2 separate regions of the Xenopus tropicalis genome follow, and region 1 is linked to region 2. The links are chromatin contacts, called in public Hi-C maps. All regions are on one chromosome and are shown on one strand. Each heading gives the region's core, a stretch centred on a gene start, on an enhancer-like site or on the middle of the called end of the contact. The rest is flanking DNA. Distances are from core to core; before and after follow the strand shown. Region 1 holds the start of aar2 (AAR2 splicing factor). Region 2 holds the start of myl9 (myosin light chain 9).

What was found. A called contact is a pair of places that touch in the nucleus more often than the background predicts.
Region 1: a Hi-C map of neurula embryo shows a contact between it and region 2, with 2.5 times the contacts expected there. The contact joins the promoter of aar2 here to the promoter of myl9 in region 2. A contact is called at or near these places in 3 of 5 Hi-C or Micro-C datasets (gastrula embryo, neurula embryo and tailbud embryo).

Annotation. Positions count from the first base shown.
Region 1 is chr10:39,758,660-39,761,359 of UCB_Xtro_10.0, forward strand. It overlaps aar2 (AAR2 splicing factor), which reads right to left and starts at 1,301. Exons shown (of 5, transcript NM_001112968.2): 1 at 1,259-1,301; 2 at 1-121. The coding sequence starts at 119.
Region 2 is chr10:39,601,137-39,604,079 of UCB_Xtro_10.0, forward strand. myl9 (myosin light chain 9) reads left to right here and starts at 1,611. Exons shown (of 4, transcript NM_001102780.1): 1 at 1,611-1,677. It overlaps lpin3 (phosphatidate phosphatase LPIN3), which reads right to left and starts at 1,844. Exons shown (of 20, transcript XM_012952852.3): 1 at 1,813-1,844.

The DNA.
Region 1 (2,700 bases), core at 51-2,550, 160 kb after region 2:
CTATTATAGTCTATGCCAAATTCAGAGCCTTCTGGTACCCCCAATATCACCAGGGTTGCACCTTCAAAGAACAGCTGCCGGGCAAGTTCAGGATCCATGTCTGTTGAAGGGGTGTCCATCTCTATAAAAGGAAGTTGTTAAAGGTTATTCATTAATTGGTTTTCTAACGCTTTGTATTCTCAAACATTACCAGTTTATCTTTGGGGGGTATATAGACATGTTTTAGGGTTATGGACACAGGGCACGGTGGCTGTCCCAGCAACAGGGACACAGAGTCCTGGGACACAGGGAACCCACTTCCTGTTACACTCCCCAGAAACAATGCTGTTTTGCCTAAACATGCTCATACTGGGAGGGAGCTCCCAGTGAGGGTGGCCATGTTTGGTGACATGCAATAACTGAATCTCCTGCCTCGCTCATTATACCTATGCCTGTGACATCACACTCCTGTGCATAAATTAGAGAGCTGGGATTCTACAGCTTAGGGTCCCAACATGGCCATCAATATAGAGGGGGGGGGGCAAGTGGTGGGTGTTGAGTAAAGTTTGTCTAAAGTTGATGATTTCAGAGCAGGCAAGGATTCCTATATAGAGCTTTCTGCTCCCCCAGAGTTTCCCTTCTTCTCTTGCCTCTGCTCAGTAATATGCAGAACCACCCCCAACCCTTTCTCTGGCTTTAGGGCTCATACTCACAAGTGGTTTTGCTTGTGAGTCACAGATACAGGGACAGCAGAACCCAGAGTGACAGATACAGGGACAGCAGATCCCCAGAGTGACAGATACAGGGACAGCAGATCCCCAGAGTGACAGATACAGGGACAGCAGATCCCCAGAGTGACAGATACAGGGACAGCAGATCCCCCACAGAGTCACAGATACAGGGACAGCAGATCCCCCACAGAGTCACAGATACAGGGACAGCAGATCCCCCACAGAGTCACAGATACAGGGACAGCAGATCCCCAGAGTGACAGATACAGGGCCAGCAGATCCCCAGAGTGACAGATACAGGGACAGCAGATCCCCAGAGTCACAGATACAGGGACAGCAGATCCCCAGAGTGACAGATACAGGGACAGCAGATCCCCAGAGTGACAGATACAGGGACAGCAGATCCCCAGAGAGTGACAGATACAGGGACAGCAGATCCCCAGAGTGACAGATACAGGGACAGCAGATCCCCCGTTAGACAGGGAGGAAGGACACACTAGTTGCCAGACTGATACCCCTGACACAATAAACCCACCCTCACTACATACCTTTAGTACTGTAACAGCCTGTAGGCAGAACAGCTCACATTCGTACCCGGAAGCAGAAAAGCTTTCCCTGTGCAGCACAATAGCCCTCCCCCTGGAAACCCGACCCTATGAAATAATGGTTCCTATAGTTAACTGTCCGCAACATTTCCAAATCCCTGTGTTCTGGAACATTATAGAGCCTGAGCGCCTCAGACTGAGAGGCACAACTAGAAGGGAAGCAGTAAGCACTGCTGTAAAGGTCGAATTGTTCTAATAAAAACACAGTTCCAGGGGGACACCGGCACTGAAGGGTTAATACCACCTTCTGGGGGGGGGGGGGGGAACTGGAACTTATGGGAGGAGGACACAACTCCCCTTCAGGGAGTTTTCTATTTATTTTACTTTATTTTATTTGACTTTTTATTGTTTATATTGCATCTCTCCTTTTCCTTACAGGAGATCTTGGGCAGGAATCATGGTTCAGCCCCCAGACATGTATGGAGCTCTAGAGAAGGGCAGGAGCTCTGGTTAAGTCCCTTCAGCAACTGGGGGAAGGGGAGCTGCTCACCCCCCCCCCCTCACTTCACGCAGGTTGCAGGTTCCCCCTATGGACTGGGACCCTGGGGCTACTGCTGGCAGAGATAGCCAGCATCCTTGGGCTACATGGGCAGGATTTGGTGCTCCGCTGCTGTATGTGGTTTGGCAGCGCAGGAGGGTGGGAGCTAGTGATGTGTCGGTCAAGAAATCCTCGACTCGAACTTGCCCACTCCCAACCCTAACCTGCCCACTCCCAACCCTAACCTTCCCAACCCTAACCTGCCCACTCCCAACCCTAACCTGCCCACTCCCAACCCTAACCTGCCCACTCCCAGCCCTAACCTGCTCACTCCCAGCCCTAACCTGCCCACTTCCAACCCTAACCCTGCCCGACCCGGCTTCTTCCCTCTGTAGACCCGCACCTGCCCCACATGTGCCTATAAATTAGAGAGCCGGAAGAGGAAGCCGGCAGTGTAAGGTCACAGGTGGGGAAGGTGAGTGCAACCCACAATTGATGTGCCAAGGTTTGGCCGAACCCACCAGGAATCCTATTACCACACAGGTTTCTTTTCTTGATTGCACCCAGTGTTGCGCTAGACTTCGGTCTCCATTCCTGAGCCTCCCTGGGTACGCAAGCTAGCTCATTCACTGGCCTCCTTGCAGGGTCTTGACAGACTCCCTAGATAAACTGTTTGCTTCCCAGTCTCCTACAGGTTTTTTGGGCAAGCGCAAACCCCCAGCCATTTCTATTCTTCCAGACTCTGGCAAGGAGTCGTAACTTGCTAAGGAAGGTCAATTCTCAGAGGGCTTATCTGATGAAGACTCCCCTCAGAGAGCCAATGAGGTTCCTAATTGAGGCCATCTCAATGTGTCTGCCCCTAGCTCTGCAGACCCCCCCAAGGATCTCTTCAAGCAACAGAAGAAGA
Region 2 (2,943 bases), core at 361-2,860:
GGGGGGACAAGGGGTTTAGAATTGATCTGCATCCAAACTGTTCATTTGCTCAAGGGTATGGGATGGAGGAATCTGTGGAAATGTCATATGTTTTGCCCCCTTCTGCTTTACTGTACAATTATGCCACATTGCATCACACTATTAAAGCTGCTTTGAAACTCTTTTGGTGCAATATACAGCTATGTTCCCCCTTGCACACAGTATAGTTGTAGCCCCAGCGCCCTTTACACAATTGCTCCCCCTTGTATACACTATATAGTGTGCACCCCCATCACTTCTTGCCCCTTACATCGGCCCCGTACAGCTGCGCCTCTCTATAGCATTGGCCCCGTACAGCTGCGCCTCTCTATAGCATTGGCCCCGTACAGCTGCGCCTCTCTATAGCATTGGCCCCGTACAGCTGCGCCTCTCTATAGCATTGGCCCCGTACAGCTGCGCCTCTCTATAGCATTGGCCCCGTACAGCTGCGCCTCTCTATAGCATTGGCCCCGTACAGCTGCGCCTCTCTATAGCATTGGCCCCGTACAGCTGCGCCTCTCTATAGCATTGGCCCCGTACAGCTGCGCCTCTCTATAGCATTGGCCCCGTACAGCTGCGCCTCTCTATAGCATCGGCCCCGTACAGCTGCGCCTCTCTATAGCATTGGCCCCGTACAGCTGCGCCTCTCTATAGCATTGGCCCAATACAGCTGCGCCTCTCTATAGCATTGGCCCCGTACAGCTGCGCCTCTCTATAGCATTGGCCCCGTACAGCTGCGCCTCTCTATAGCATTGGCCCCGTACAGCTGCGTCTCTCTATAGCATCGGCCCCGTACAGCTGCGCCTCTCTATAGCATTGGCCCCGTACAGCTGCGCCTCTCTATAGCATCGGCCCCGTACAGCTGCGCCTCTCTATAGCATCGGCCCGTACAGCTGCGCCTCTCTATAGCATTGGCCCAATACAGCTGCGCCTCTCTATAGCATTGGCCCCGTACAGCTGCGCCTCTCTATAGCATTGGCCCCGTACAGCTGCGCCTCTCTATAGCATCGGCCCGTACAGCTGCGCCTCTCTATAGCATTGGCCCCGTACAGCTGCGCCTCTCTATAGCATTGGCCCCGTACAGCTGCGCCTCTCTATAGCATTGGCCCCGTACAGCTGCGCCTCTCTATAGCATTGGCCCCGTACAGCTGCGCCTCTCTATAGCATTGGCCCCGTACAGCTGCGCCTCTCTATAGCATTGGCCCCGTACAGCTGCGCCTCTCTATAGCATTGGCCCCGTACAGCTGCGTCTCTCTATAGCATTGGCCCCGTACAGCTGCGCCTCTCTATAGCATTGGCCCCGTACAGCTGCGGCTGGATCGCAGTTCTGCCCCATATAAGGAGCAGCGGCCGTTCCCCCAGGGCACCCAGCCTTGTTTAGGGGGCTCCCTGTGCCGGAGTGGGGCTGACAGCTATAAAAGGCAGAATATCCTGTGTTTGGGTTTGGATCTCCCTGTCCCTCATATGCCTGCATCCTCCTCAAATTCCTTCTCCTTGTATGGCCAAATCCCAGGCGGGAGGGCAGGCTGGGGGGGGGGGGTTAGGGCCACATCCCACATTGGCTGCCTTCCTCCCATGCTATTAGGATCAGAGTAAGTTAGTGCAGAGCTTCCCCGGCTCCTGAGCAGCCACACTGAGCGGCACTCACACTCATAGCAGGTAAGGCTCACTGGCATGTACTTACCGGATGTGTGGGTCAGTCCCTGGCACAGCTGGTACCAGCACCCTGCTCCTTCCGCCTTCTCCCTGCGCTGAATCCCCCTAAACTTCCTCATTCTCACTAACATTACTCACCCAAAGTCTGGCACTGCCGCCAACCTTTCCTCTATCACTGCCACATCTGCTTGGAGGCAGATCCTGGAAAGGAATGTAACAGTAATTGTGCCTAAATGCTAGGTTGCATAGAGCAGAGCTGACTTTGAGGGTTGGGGGAGGCTGTCAGTGGATTCTGGGAGTTGTAGTTCAGTAAGAGCTGCAGGTTAAATCATAGATAACAGGGTATTTGCTCTCAGATGAAGACTGTGCTGTGGGGCATTGAACCCTATGTTACTTTCACAAGGGATATCAATGTACAGCTATGTTTATTTGCTAATTATTGGGGCTATGCATGCAGAATTCTGTTGGTAAATAAATCATCTTTTCTATGAGGCACAGAAGGATTACATGTCAATGTAAAGGCCAATGACTGGATCATTCTGTGGGTCCATGGGGGCCCATTGGGCAAGGATGGCGTCAGTACCCCTGTGTAGTCCTCGCCCGATGGCATTATTAAACCTTTAAAGCCAGATTTTTGGGCAGATATTGGTTGGGAAGGCAATTTTGAGCGCCCCATTGTATTTGATCTGCAGGGGCAGCTTTTATTTGCCCCAGGGGCTTTGAAGCCAAGCAATTCCGGGGACTGGAGTATGATGCAGCTGGAAAATAGTTAGTTATTTGGGGGGGGGGGGGAGGATACCGCCTGGGAAAATACACGCTATTGCTATCTGATTGCGCAACAGGCTCATCTCCGTGACATTGCGGCTCTGGGGCATATAGCTCTGCCTAGGGTAGTGCCATATAGAATTATAACACTATAACTTGTATGTATCATATGACTGTGTATTATAAAGCATATATGCCCTGTTGAAATATATATATAGTGAATAATGCACCCCCTGTTGTAAAATATAAGGATATTAAAATTCAACTTAGAGTTCCATAATATATATAAATATACTTCGCCTGTGCCCATATATTATCAATGGCACAGTGGGTGATTCCAAGCATTTTGTAGCACGGCATGCAGGCATAAAACACTTAGAACTCACCCCCCCCCCAGGCATTCCTATGGAATATTCCTAAATTGCCTACACCCACTATAACATTAATGGGAAACAAAACACGTAGAATAACCCCCTTTACTATTACCCATAAGCAGGGATTGAA